Linked DNA regions of Hordeum vulgare: region 1 is linked to region 2. A link is a contact called in public Hi-C data. All regions are on one chromosome and are shown on one strand. The core of a region is the stretch at or near the end of the contact, and the rest is flanking DNA. Distances in the headings are between cores, read along the strand shown.

The links. Hi-C and Micro-C count contacts between places; a contact is called where the count stands out from the background.
Region 1: a Hi-C map of leaf shows a contact between it and region 2, with 3 times the contacts expected there. The contact joins the promoter of LOC123413581 here to the enhancer-like site in region 2.

What each region holds. Positions count from the first base shown.
Region 1 is chr7H:611,013,956-611,020,953 of MorexV3_pseudomolecules_assembly, reverse strand. LOC123413581 (LRR receptor-like serine/threonine-protein kinase EFR) reads left to right here and starts at 2,390. Exons shown (of 2, transcript XM_045106514.1): 1 at 2,390-3,409; 2 at 3,514-4,662. The coding sequence starts at 3,531. The coding sequence ends at 4,388.
Region 2 is chr7H:610,938,802-610,946,728 of MorexV3_pseudomolecules_assembly, reverse strand. No RefSeq gene overlaps it. Among protein-coding and RNA genes, the nearest start is that of LOC123412889, 16 kb to the right of the region's middle. Within about 2 kb of position 3,173, at least 2 of the 3 cell types and tissues checked have open chromatin away from gene starts, as enhancers often do. A contact at or near this core is called in leaf, where this site is marked.

The DNA of each region.
Region 1 (6,998 bases), core at 1,141-3,640, 75 kb before region 2:
CTTATCCCATTGGACATGAATCCTAAAGCGGAAGTCAGCAACCACAAGCTTATGTTGAGGGACAACACTCTCTCCAGGTATCGCTTTACAATCAATGCAAGCGCGTCTGTCTTCTCTTCTAGAGAGGACAAAATCAATCTGGCTAGAGTGTAGACCACTACTGAACGTCACTAGATGGGATTCTCTCTTCCTAAAGAGGGTGTTAGCTACAACCATGTCGTAGGATAGAGCGAAGCTCAGGACATCTTCTCCTTCTTGGTTCCTGATGCCATAGCCAAAGCCCCCATGCACCCTTTCAAAACCTATGTTAGATGTACCCACATGGCCATTGAGGTCTTCTCCTATGAAGAGCTTCTCACCAATAGGTACCCTCCTAACCAAGTCCTCCAGGCCTTCCCAGAACTCCCTCTTGGTGCTCTCATTGTGGCCTACTTGCGGGACATACACGCTGATAACATTGAGGACTAAGTCCCCAACTACCAGCTTGACAAGGATCATCCGGTCTCCTTGCCTCTTAACGTCCACAACTCCATCCCTAAGGCTCTTGTTGACCAAGATGCCTACTCCATTCTTGTTTGAAGTTGTCCCCGTGTACCACAACTTGAAGCCGGTATCCTCCACCTCCTTCGCCTTTTGTCCCTTCCATTTGGTCTCTTGGACACATAGGACATCAACACGATTCCTCACCGCCGTATCAACTAGCTCCCGTAACTTACCAGTCAGGGACCTTACGTTCCAGCTACCTAAGCGTATCCTCCTAGGCTCGGCTAACTTCCTTACCCTCCGCACTCGTCGAGTCAAATGCGAAGACCCTTGCTTATTTTCACTACATCGGGGCGTCGGTGCAGCGCGCCACTAAGGATGCGGCGACCCGACCCTTGCTCACTTATCACCGTATCCAGATCAAGATACGGTGCGCCACCAAGGGGGTGACGGCCCGACCCTTGCCCATTTGACACCACACCCGGGTTCCGATGTGGCGCGTCGCTAAGAGGGTTACGCCCCAACGAGTTTCCTTTGGGTTTCATCTCCATAAGAGTGGCTGGATTTTTCACGTTGGCTCGCCATGCTTATCACAACCCTTCTCCTTTACCCGGGCTTGGGACCGGCTATGCTGAGACAACATAGGAGGAGTTAATAAAAGGCCTCCATTTGAAAAAAACAAAATGGTGGCCGCTCCTGAAAATAATTGTATTGTGGGGGTGGGGGGTGGGTGGATTGGTTACCGCGAGCCTAGAAGGTAGCGGCAGCTTGCTCAAAAAAAAGAAGGCAGCGGCACCTCGTGTGTACAAGAAAGCAGAGCGAATTCAGTCAGTCACCTCTTCTCGTATGACAAAGGGTATTCGAGCATATTCTCCTTCACTCCTCTCACATATCGTTCCTCGGACCGAGTTCCTTTTCTGTATCCATGATCCATCCCGCGGGAACATTGAATACATCTTTCGTATCGCCAGTTTTGTTCTTGTTTCTGCTTCGCCGCTGCCGGAGGGGGCGCCGGCAAACCCGCGCGCGCCCCGAGGATGGTGGCGGCGGGGCCCCTCGCGTCGGCCCTCGGGCTATGGCGGCGGCGCCTCGCGTGGCGGTTGCGGGATCCGGTGATCTCGCCTATCGGAGGGCGGATCCGGGGCTCCATGGCCGGATCTGGCGAGGCTCTCGGCCCTGGTGGTAGGGAGCGGCAGCTGGGCGAGGTTGAGCTGGTCGGCTGGGCACGAGCAGTGTCCAGGGCGCGCGGTGCAGTGGCCTTGGCTGGTGCGTGGCGGCCATGCTTAGCGGTCGGTGGCGGTGGATATCCAGCGCAACTCCGAGAGAAATCCTTGCTCCGGTCTTCATCGGAGCCGCGACGGCGACGCCCGCGGGTGCCGCTATCTTTCTTGGAAGCGTCGTTGTGGAGGTGTGTTGTTCCTCTTCGTCGGCCGCTGCCCGCACCGCCACCTGCGCCCCAGGTCCTGATCTGTGGGCCTCTATCCTGCGGATTCTTAGCGGTGCCGGCCTGGTTGCCGGGGCCTTACTGGCGGGTGAAGCCGGTGGAGGAGATTCGGATTGGGGGAAACCCCTTGGTTGGCCCAGGCCGGCCGTGCCGACGACGACGCTCAAGGGCGTCGTTATTCTTTTTGGAGACGTCGGTATACATCTGCTCCTCTGCTCCTCTTCCTTGGCTCTCGGGTGAAAACCCTAACTCCGGTGGGCGGCGGCGGCGTCCTTGATGTCGTGACCTTCCTGAAGGCGTCGCCTTGAGGGCTGAATAGTGATGGGCACTGTGTGGGTCCTGAACGGCTGGTGGTGGTGGGCACTGCTTCGGGGGAAACCCTAGGATCTGGTCTTCCAGATCGAACGATGGCGGTACTGCGGTGCCGTTTCTCTGTTGGGAGCATCGTTTGTGGAGCAGCGCTGGTAGACTGTGGCAGAAGGTGGAGCGGCTTCGTCTTGCACGGAGTTTCGGTGGAGCTGTCAAGTCATGCCTGGCCAACAGGTGCTACGCAGAGTCATGTCTGGTTGGTAGGTGCTACGCACGACAGATCTTTCGGAGACTTCACATCTGGATGGATGAACGCAGGGCAGTGACGCCGTTGGGCGTCGTGGTGGCGTCGGCGGATGATTGGACTGGCAAGGATGATGCGGATCTCTTTCCTGAAGATGGGCCAATGGTTCGAGGATGATGGCGGCTGGTAAAACGTGTGCGTGAGGTGTGCGTTTTAGGTGTGCTGCACCGTGTGTTGCTCCCGATACGTTATGTAGATGGATTGGAAACAACACCGGTCTTAGATATGCGGAGTGAGAGCACTCCACATTATCGAGTTTGTATGTGTGAGTGTTGACTTTAGGTGATTTGATGTATACTCTTGTTAAACCTTTGTGGAATAATTAATAAAATGGCTGCATGCATCAACTGATGCAGAGGCCGGGGGTTTAACCTCCTTTTCTAAGAAAAAGAAAAGGGCCATCTCACAAAGCTCCTACCATAGAATAAAGTATGTGGCGCCTCTCCTCTTTGTGACGGCCTCTCTCATGTCATGTCTCGTTCAGAGGGTTCCTGTCAGAAGGATAGAATAAATCTTGACCGGAGGAAGAACGCGCGCGGACACGATTAATGGAGCAGCCATTTGTTCACGAGGTTGCACAGTCAGTAAGCCGTTCTCTCTTCCGGGCCGGGCCCCGATAATCTTGCCCACCTCAAACAGCGACGCAAGTGGTGGCGAACGAGTCAAGGTCTCCGCTGCCAGATGCGGCCCTGGCGTGTGGACGTGAGGACGCTGTACATGTGTTCTTAATCCCCATGATGGGGGCCTGAGCTTGCTTCAGCAATCAGCACCCAACTCACAAACCACCACCACCACCATCCGGCGAAAACCGTAGCAGAGAAGGCTGCCGCCTGCCGTGCCGTGCGCTCCGGCCGAGCAAGCTAGCAGAGGTGCGTACGTATCTACTCTCCTCCCAGTACTGAGTAATCATCTGTACTTTGGCTTTGGACTTGCTGTTGAAAGTGCATATGGTTTACCCTTTGCGGCTTTGCAGGCGACAGACTTAAATTCATGGCAACACGGAGATCCCTGGAACCGAGCACGCTTGTGCTGCCAGCACTACTGTTACTGCTGTTTTATGGAGCTGGTAACGCCTACTGCTCCGTGGTTTCTGGTAACACCACGGATCGACGTTCATTGCTCGATTTCAAAAAGGCCATCACAAAGGATCCGACAGGAGCCTTGCGCTCTTGGAATGACAGCATCAACTACTGTATGTGGTTGGGAGTCAACTGCAGCAGAACACACCCAGGACGTGTTACAGTGCTGAATCTCGAGAATTTGAGCTTGGAAGGCGAAATCACACCCTCTATAGGAAGCCTAACCTTTCTTAAATATCTTGACCTATCCAACAACTCACTGCAGGGGAATATTCCAGACGCACTTGCAAATTGTTCCAGACTCACAATACTAGACCTCTCTTCTAACTCACTGCAGTGGAATATTCCAGGCTCCCTCTCCAATCTAGGAGTAAATATTATGGACTTTTCCAACAATAACCTTACTGGAAACATCCCGCCAACCTTCAGCAACATGACTCAGTTACTAGCAATATCACTTGCACACAATCATCTCAAGGGAAGCATTCCGGAAGAGCTTGGCCTATTGCCAAATATGGTTTGGGTGATACTGCGCGAAAATAGGTTATCAGGTAGAGTTCCAGCAAAATTGTTTAATCTATCATATCTTCTAGTCCTAGATGTGAGACAAAATATGTTAAGTGGCACACTGCCATCCGACATTGGCAATCTTCTCCCTTCTCTGCAAGTGCTTTACTTGGGTACTAACAAGTTTGAAGGACACATTCCAGATTCACTTGCCAATGCTTCGTTGCTGCAACGGCTAGACTTGTCATCTAATTATTTCTGAAGATACCGTTTAAAAACGAGAGAGAGGATAAAATGATGGAACCGTCTTTTCATTGATGAAGATGTGGGTATTTATACCCCTGTTACAGAGGCGGTTTACAAGGAACGGTTGCTAAAACAAGGCAACCGGCAACGCAGGGATTATCCCATTAATTAATACATTTAACTAATTCCTAACACTCCCCCTAATCCATGCTTGTCTTTGTAAATGTGCATCATCTTGATAAATAATAATCCTTGTAAATTTTTCTCTTTAAGAATGTTCCTCATCTTCATCTTGAAAAATCGTTGTATAATCTTTCAAGTCTCCTCCAAAAACCCTGTGGGAAAAATATGAGGAGAATAGTGTAGATATGTTGCTAAAACTCCTTTAAACCCAGTGGAAAAATAATAAGGAGAAAATTGTGCAACATATAATGATTATTGCCTCATGATAACTCATTCGAGAAAACCTTTATAGAGGGATAAAACTCATTTTTGAGTTTAGAGAACAATATATGTCTTGAGTACTTCCTTTAAAAACCCCGATAGGGAAAATAGAAAGTATGATATATGATCATTGATAAGATATTGCTTCATTAAAAACATTATGAGAGAAAATGTCAAAGAAACTCATAATAAAAAGAGTGCAATGAGATGTGCCATGAAAAACTCCTTTAAAACCTAGTAGGAAAAATATAAGGAGAAATATGATATGGCATACATCAATACTTGTATTTAATTGTCTCGTTAAAAACCTTATATGAGAAACCTGTTGGAAAAACTCATAAAGGAAAAGAGTACAATATTCATTACCTGATGATAATTAAAGGGTTATATTTTCAGGAGATTTCTCCCCTTGAACTTTGCAAATCTCGGAATCGTCTCATACCAATTCCATGAATGTATTTCTGGAACGTTGAATTTGGTAAAGACTTTGTGAACAAATCTGCTAGATTGTCACATGATTTAGTTTGTAAAATATCAATTTCTCCATCCTTCTGTAATGCATGAGGATAGAATAACTTAGGAGAAATATGTTTTGTGATATTACTTTTCACATAACCCATTTGCATTTGAGCAATGCAGGCTGCATTATCTTCATATATAATAGTTGGTGATCCTAATGAACCAACACCACATGAAATTTGAATATGGTTAATCATCCTGCGAAGCCATACACATTCTTTAGATGCTTCAAATAATGCAATAATTTCAGAATGATTAGTGGAGGTTGCTACGAGAGTCTGTTTTGTTGACTTCCATGAAAAAGCAGTTCCACCATATAAGAATACGAAACCTGTTTGTGACCTGGCATTGTGAGGATCAGATAGATAGCCAGCATCAGTATATCCTACCATAGTCATATCTTGGTTTTTCTGATAGAATAAGCCAAGATCTTTTGTGCCATGTAAATATCTAAGGATATTCTTTACTCCCGTCCAATGACGTTTTGTTGGAGCAGCGCTATGTCTAGCTAGTAAATTTATTGCAAATGCAATATCAGGCCTAGTGCAATTTGCAAGGTACATTAGCGCACCAATGGCACTGAGATACGGGAACTCAGGTCCTAATATCTCTTCGTCATCATCCCGAGGTCTAAAAGGATCTTTATTCATATCAAGGGATCTGACAACCATGGGTGTTTTTGTTGGATATGATTTATCCATATTAAATTTTTCCAAAACCTTTTGAATATATGCAGGTTGGTATACTAAAATTCCCGAGGGAAGATGCTCAAGCTGTAAGCCTAAGCTGAATTTGGTCTTTCCCAAATCTTTCATCTCAAATTCCGCCATTAGATGATTGCGTGCTTCTTCGATATCAGGTGTACTTCCAATGATATTGAGGTCATCAACGTACACTGAGATGATGCAAAATCCATTTGAGGATTTCTTTATAAATACACAAGGGCAATCATCATTATTTGAGTAGCCTTTTTGAATAAGGAACTCACTCAGTCGGTTATACCACATTCTACCCGACTGTTTTAAGCCATATAGTGACTTTTGTAATTTTACACAATATGCGTTGCGATTTGCTTTTGGATTCAGCATTTTAAGTCCTTCAGGGACTTTCATATATATATCCGATTTGAGTGACCCATATAAGTATGCTGTCACTACATCCATCAACTGCATAGATAAATTCATTTGTATTGCCAAAGATATTAAGTATCGAAACGTTATTCCACTCATTACAGGAGAGTATGTAACATCGTAATCGATGCCGGGTCTCTGCGTGAACCCTTGTGCTACAAGCCTCGCTTTGTATCTCACCACCTCATTGTTTTCATTCCTTTTTCGAACAAAAACCCATTTTGCTCCAACAGGGAAGACATTATGAGGAGTAGGTATTACCGAGGAAAATACCTCTCTGTTGTTGAGCGAGCGCAGTTCTGCCTCAATTGCTTCCTTCCATTTACGCCAATCAGGACGCTTGAGGCACTCCCTGACGGTCTTTGGTTCTGGATCCAGTTGAAGGGTTTCAGCAATTTCAGAGGCGAAATATATGTCGACAATTGTAGTATCTCTATTATATGATTCTCCTGATTCTGTATAGTTTATGGAAATTTCTTTTATACCTTCAGACTCTATGTGATTTCTCACAACAATAGAATCATGGTGTTCCG
Region 2 (7,927 bases), core at 1,924-4,423:
TATCTTTTCTCTTCTATATCTTAGTTTAGATATAGACAATGAAGCATGTGTATGTGATGAACATGCAATTGCTTGTATTCGAGACATGTCACTTAACTTGTATCGCTATATCGAGATTATGATGAGAGACGACATCATTTGTGTTGGATGATGTGATGATATGATGAGACTATTATGTGTATGATATGATGAGCATATTGTATGTTTATGATATGATTAGACTACTGTATAAAACCTTTCTAAAAAACACTACTATGTAAAACATGTATTACAACACAAATACGCAGCAGAAAAAAATACAGGTAATGTTAGCAGTAGCGCTCAGTAGCACCAGCGCTACTGCTAACATTACCTATAGCGCTGGCCCAACCCACGCTGCTGCTACGTAAGGATAGCAGTAGCGCATGTCCGACTAGCGTTACTACTACAAGTTAGCTAATGCTAGCCTTTTTAATAGCAATACACATGGGCACATATATAGGAGTGCATGGCCATCTTGAGATACAAGGGAAGATAGAACAAATTCTAGTGTATTCCATGCCTCCTAAATAATCATGATACTGAACATAACCGTCAAAGAAATATATTGTGGTGTCGTGCACGGGTAGGATGGATGGGGCACTTGCCCCCCCCCCCCCCCCCCACACACACACACAAATTCAAGTTGGTGGAGCTAGTCAATTATGCTGTTTGTAGAGCTATGAACCGAGATTTACTTACGAGTTACGGAGCATGAACCTATCACGGAGGCACGGAGGTATCAGCCATCTAAGTTATCAATTAGCACATTTCGCGGCACCAGGTCGAGAACTATGTTTTCTGCGTTTCAGTGCATTACCGGGAAGTCGAGGAGGAGGGTGATGATGATAACATCAGTAGGCCACCCTTGCTATGTTCCTAAAATTAAAATGTTCGCCGGTTATTAGGGTCCTTAATCCTAATGGTTGTTAATCTTAATCCAAGAAATATATGTTGATGTTTATAATTACTGTGGGATTTGCTTGCCTATTTTTCTATTTTCTGATTATCCCATCAAATACTTTTAATATATAATAGACCAATTGATTGTAAATTGGTGGTCAATCAACATGAAAAGTCAAAGTTACCTACTCAGGGAGGGTGATTGTGATGACATCATTTTAGAGTGTTTGCCTACTTTTTCGTGAATTAACGGGCAACTCTCTTTTTAATTTTAATAAATCAAGATCCTTTGAGGCGGACTTCGATAACAAAACAATACGATAACCCAATTAAGAGTGTTTTTTTGCCAAAAGGCCTAAGGCCAAATTAAGAGCTTGTTAAGAGTTGTTAATTAGTACCCCATTCGTGAAGAAATATAAAAATCGTTTAGATCACTAAAGTAGCGTTCCTATATTATTTTTACGGCGGGAGGGCGCACTTGTTTTCCAGCATTACAAAAACTGCATTTCTAAATTGTCTTCCATGTTATCAGTTGTGTGTGTTCTTGCCGATCGAGTAAAGGGTCAGCAGCTGTCTCACATGCCCATTTAATAACTAGAGAAGGTGCTATTCGCTCTGTTGGTGGAGGTGGAGTAGAGCGAGCGTCGTTTGCTTGGAAATTTGTCCACACGAGATACGACCAGTTTGCATCACAAAGTAGCACTATAATATTTTGCTGGTGGCGGGTAAGGATACCGTTATTACATGTACGGTGACTCTGAGTGGACGGCGAAACGACACGGCCGGCGCGCCGCACGGCGCCGTGGCAGCACTCATGCACGCCGCTTCGCTTCGGCCGGATCGGCGCTCGTACCACGGCCGGTGCGGCGCGCCGTGCACGCACGTAATATACCCGTACGTACCGTCGTCGCCGATGCAGGCAATTTAAATTGCCCTAGCTCGTGCCTCTCTCGTGCAAGAAGCGAAAGCAAAGTCTCCGTCCGGCACTTCTCCACCGCCTCCTCACCCCTCGCGCGTCTTCCCTTCTGATAGCTCCTCCCCGGGCGACGGCGGCCACCATGGATCTCGCTCAGGGGAGCATCACCGGCAGTTCGTTTGTTTGTTCGTTCTATACTCTGGTAAGTAGTGTGTGCTTCGTTCCGTGCTGCTCCGTGCCTATGGGAGACTGACAGAAGAGAGCGAGCACACGGCGGAGGCCGGCGTCGTGGAGACGCCGGCCCCCACGCGTGCTCCCTCCTCTTTCCGTCGGTTTCCGGCTCATCGGCATCGAGGAGCTGAACGTACCGATCGTGGGAAGAAGGAGAAACATGGTCGACGTGACCAAGCTCATCCTGATTCCATTCCGTCTTGCTTCGTGTTCTTTCTGCTTGACTGATTGTATGCTCTTCTGTGATCGACTGTTTCCCCCCCACTATTTTCTGTTATTTTAACTCATGACTTCATAATTCAAGCACAGTGTGCACATATAAACGGTGACGGCCAATGGTACAACATGCAGATCTGCGGCTAGTTCCGTACATCTTCGGCGATGAATTTTCGGTCCTGAAAAATAAGGCAAACTACTGGTGCTGAATTTCATTTCAGTACCGTTCTTTCACTGCATTGATCGGCCACACTTTGATATCTGTTCACGTTTTGTTTCAGACCATTCGGGCGACGCTGGCAGGCATTATGAACTCGTTTGATGCAAAGAGTTTGTTGTTAAAGAATCTAGCTTCTCTGAAGCATCCAACTTTGGTCCCTCCATGAAAGTGTTCACCGGATTGATCTATGCAGTCCCCGAGGTCAAGTGTCTCTGTCAGGATGCACTCCTGTTACCAACTCAACTGATATTTAAGTATACACCGTACAGTTGCAGTACTAATGATTCTTTTCAGAGACCTTTTTCTTTCTTTTTCACCCTTTCCCTTGTCAATGTTTACTTGTGACACTTTTTATTCCTTAACTATCTCCATTCTTCTACGCATCCCATCGCCCATGTTTATGCAAAATCTTATAGCTGCCATATAGGTAGCAGACTTGGACAAATTCTGTCAAGTCCAAAAACCACCTTCACATGCATGATTGGATGCTTACCAACTAACATGTGGCATTACCTACCATGGGGACATCCTAACGGTTTCCTGTAAGATGCATTGCGCGGCACTTTAGCTGCAAGTTTTGCAAAAGCAGTGGCTTTCACACACACGCTTTGTGTCGTTCGGAGGAAAGAAGGGATCTACCTACCTTGCACTGCAATGCATGCATGTTAATTAGTTCCACCATGATCGTCGGTCAACATCAGGTAACAAACTGCTGTTGCGCAGGGACCGGTGGAGTCCTGCCAACACCAAGCATGGGTCTATTTTATATACCAGCAGTCTACCACCGAACTTTACAAAACGTTAACTTGACACGCGCAACCATATAGCCTGCCAAACTTGCATATTTCAGCTAAAAAAAGTGATGGTTGAAGGGGGAATCTTAGGTAATCTAGTTTGGTCATCTCCATGTGATTGGGAATAGTTTTGGAAAGAAGGTCATTTCTTTGGAGAAATACAATACAGACGCTTAGAACACACATGCGCATCATATCCTTTTGAGCATCTATGAGAGAGGAAATGCATAAAGTGATAATTGACATGCATCCCCCCGAAGTATGTGTTCGCCCGGATTCTCGTGATAGGATCCACATGTATGTTTGGACAATTGGATGGTGACAACTATTACCTTTTTTTTTTTGTTATTTTTGGATGGTTGCCAATGTTTTGACAATTCCCATGGACTCTAGCCAACGCCAATTCAATCTTTTCGTCAATATTGATTATTGAATAAAATTTGGGCGACCAAAAACTTAATCAAATATGGGCTAGCCAAGTTTTGATCGCATGGCTACGACCAAACCAAACACACCCCAGGTAACAAACCATTTCATGTCAAAAACAAGTAGGCAACTTTTTTTTCAAAAAAAGAAAATTGCCGAGCTTCTACGACAAAAAGATATTTTTCTATGCAACTCACAAAAAGAGTACAGTAAAAACGACACTAATTGTATTCATGTTTATAAATTGTAGTTGGAACAAAAAAATGTGATTACAAATCAAGACCGGGTAAGATAAATAACTTGTTAGCTTGACAAAAAATGATAAATAATCTATTAAGGGCTAGTTTTGGTCATGGAAGTCTCATCTCTCTTAACTCTACGAGAGATTGATCTATGGGGCAGAAGATTTACTTGGGATAATGATTTACCTAATCCAACTTTTGAGAAGTTGGATCGGATTCTCACTAGTGTGGATTAGGAGCAGAAATTCCCTCTTGTAACAGCACGAGCATTACCGCGAGCGATTTCTGATCATACCCCTTTGGTTGTTGACTCGGGTGACGCTACACATGCGGGCAACAAGATTCTTTTTCTTTTCAATCAGCTTGGTTTGAGAAAGAAGGATTTGTGGACCTAATAGCTAGAGAATGGGCTAAGGAAACTGGGGGAGCATCGAATGTCGATCGTTGACAAAACAAAATTAGACACCTGAGGCAGTTCCTAAGGGGCTGGGCTAAACATGAGAGCGGGAGATATAGGAAGGAGAAAGAAATACTTCTCAATCTTATTAACGATCTAGACTTAAAAGCCAAATCCACGATGTTAGATGACAATGGGAGGTCATCTAGAGCAGATGCATAACTAAGTCTTAAACAACTTCTTCGAGAAGAGGAGTTGAAATGGGCACTTAGAGCAAAAGTGCATCAGGTGGTTTATGGTGACGACAATATGCAGTATTTCCATCTCACTGCGAATGGAAAACATAGAAAGAAAAAGATTTACCAGCTTGAGCAAGATGAGGGTACGATCATTGGACACGAAAATCTGAAGTTGTACATCTCTGAGTATTATAAGCGTTTATTCGGAGAGCCTCATGACAACTTTGTATCCATGGATGAGGAGATGGTCGGTGATATTCCTCGGCTTGGGAATGACAAGACTGAGATATTAAACGCACCATTTACGGAGAAAGAGATGTTTGAGGTAAATTCACAAATGAAAAACAATAAGTCACCAGGTCCGGATGGATTTCCGGCTGAGTTCTATAAGAAATGTTGGCATATTATTAAATGTGATTTACTTCCAATGTTTCAAGACCTGTTTAATGACCACCTGCCGCTTTTTTACCTTAACTTTGGGACAATCACGTTGTTGCCAAAGAAGGAGGGGGCGGTGCGTATTGAACAGTTTCATCCTATTTGCCTATTCAATGTGGGTTTCCAGATTTTTCCAAAGGTTGTGACGAATAGATTGTCGCAGATTGCGCATGCAGTGGTGCAACCTAGTCAGACGGCGTTCATGCCGGACAGAAACATACTAGAGGGTGTGGTTGTCCTACATGAAACACTGCATGAAATTCACTCGAAGAAGCTAGATGGGGTGATCTTCAAGGTTGATTTTGAGAAAGCGTAAGATAAGGTTAAATGACCTTTCCTACAACAAGCCTTACGTATGAAGGGAATTGATGAGGTATGAAGGAAGCACGTCGAATCATTTGTATAAAAAGGTAGCGTTGAAATTAAAGTCAATGATGATATAGGACATTTCTTCCAAATGCACAAAGGGCTCCGGCAGGGAAATCCAATGTCCCACATCCTATTCAATGTAGTTGCACACATGTTGGCAATACTATTAGGGAGGGCCAAAGAGGAAGGACAGATTGGTGGACTAGTACCACATCTAGTGGATGATGGTGTGTCTATCTTATAATATGCTTATGACACTATATTATTTATGGAACATGATATTGCAAAAGCCAGAAACATGAAACTTATTCTGTGTTTATTCAAACAGTTGTCGGGACTGAAAATTAATTTCCATAAGAGTGAATTGTTCTGCTTTGGGAGAGCGAAAGATGAACAAGCCACATATAAACAACTATTTTGATGTGAACTGGGAAGCCTACCGCTTAGATATTTAGGTATACCAATTCACCACCGTAAGTTACCAAACAAAAATGGAAATGTGTTGAGGACTATTTTGAGAAAAATGAAGCTGCTGGAAAGGTAAGTTATAAGGAAGAAAGCTCATGCTGATTAACTCAGTTCTCACGAGCATGCCGATGTTCCTTCTGTCCTTCTTTGAGGTACAAGAAGGGGTATGGAAAAGACTGGACTTTTATAGATCTCGATTTTTCTGGCAGAGCGACGAAGTTAAGCAGAAATATTGGCTTACTAGATAGGATATTATTTGTAGACCTAAGGACCAGGGAGGTTTGGGAATTAAAAATTTAGAGGTAAAGAACATATGTCTGCTAAGCAAATGGTTGTTCATACTATCTGTGGAGACGAAAGACATGTGGGTACAAATTCTGCGTAATAAGTACCTACAATCTAAAACCTTGGCTCGGGTAACAGTGAGGCCCAATGATTCTCCTTTCTGGAAAGGCTTGATGAAAATGAAAGCGACATTTTGCCACAAAGCTAAATTTATCATTGGAGATGGTAAGTCTACGAGATTCTGGGTGGATACGTGGCTGGGGGATACGGCTCTAGCCATACAATATCCATCGCTGTATAATATTGTTCAACGTAAGGAGGCATACGTTGTCACAATGTTACAGTCTAACCCTCTAAATATTCAATTCTGGAGAGCTATAATAGGGCATAGATTGGAGGCATGGTTGCACTTAGTCACAAGACTCATGGATGTTCAGCTATCAGAGGAGGCCGATAGGCTTCAGTGGAAGCTAATGTCTACTGGCATCTTTACTATCAAGTCGATGTACTTGAGCCTCATTGATGCAACAACAATGCCCAAGTCCAATCATATCAGGAAGGTGAAAGTGCCTTTGCATAGCAAGATCTTCTTGTGGTTTGTCCACAAGAAGGTGATCCTTACCAGAGATAATTTGGGAAAGAGAAATTGGGAGGGAAGTAAAATATGTTCCTTCTATGACAATAATGAGACTTTCAAACACCTTTTCCTCCATTGTCCGTAAGCAAAAATCCTATGGCAAACAGTCCGTATAGCATTTAATATTACACCGCACGATAACATTGGTACATTGTTTGGGATGTGGCTAAATGGGGTTGACTTAATTATTGACAGATATATTCGTATAGGAGTATGTGCATTAATTTAGGCTATATGGAACTGCAGGAATGATGTCACCTTTAACAGATTATCAAATATAAATTTCTTGCGGGTACTCTAGAGGGCATCGACGTTGATCCGTACATGGTCGTTACTCACTCCCGCGTTAACCTGGGAGCCTTTGATTACTGGGTCTATTCGATAAGATGGTAGCTCGGGATATCTACAGCCGGATTGAATGGCGGTCTAGTAATAGGATAGAAGTTTAAAATCAAAGGACATTCAGAGAACAAATAACTATAATTGGGGATTGGACGATGACATGGAAGGCATTTCTTATTTTGCCATTGAGAGCACACCGAATAGACCCACCATGAAGAGCTCCTTAGACGATAAGGTCATTTTCGATACCGATGACACATGCAGTGATAACTTTATATCTTAATTACCATAATCTAAATGACCAAAGCTATCTGATGGGGTTATAGTCCCAGGGTAGGGTCAAAGGCCTGCACTATAGGTCCTACCCATGGACTACCCTTCATAAAGGAAAAGGCCCTTAGTCAGTTCCGACTGAACTAAGGACTCCCCCATCATCCAGTCGGTGACGAGCATTCGGAGCGTATTTAACGTACCGACTGAATTCCACTCTGTACATTGTAACCTCCTAGGAGGGCAACGGTCATACGTTTTCATACACCATTATTAGCATTTAAGGCATACATTACCTGTAACGTAGGCATTTATTCGTCACTACTCCACCCCTGTCCATCGGGCCGTTGTGAAGGGCAGCGCACTCTATATAAGCCGACCTTCCCCACTGGTGCAGGGGTTGGCATTTATTGTAATCCCATATTCCACTCGACACTAAGCTCCCAAGAGCACTGAGACGTAGGTCTTTTACCTCCACCGTAGAGGGGCCTGAACTCATACAACCTCGCCGTAGCT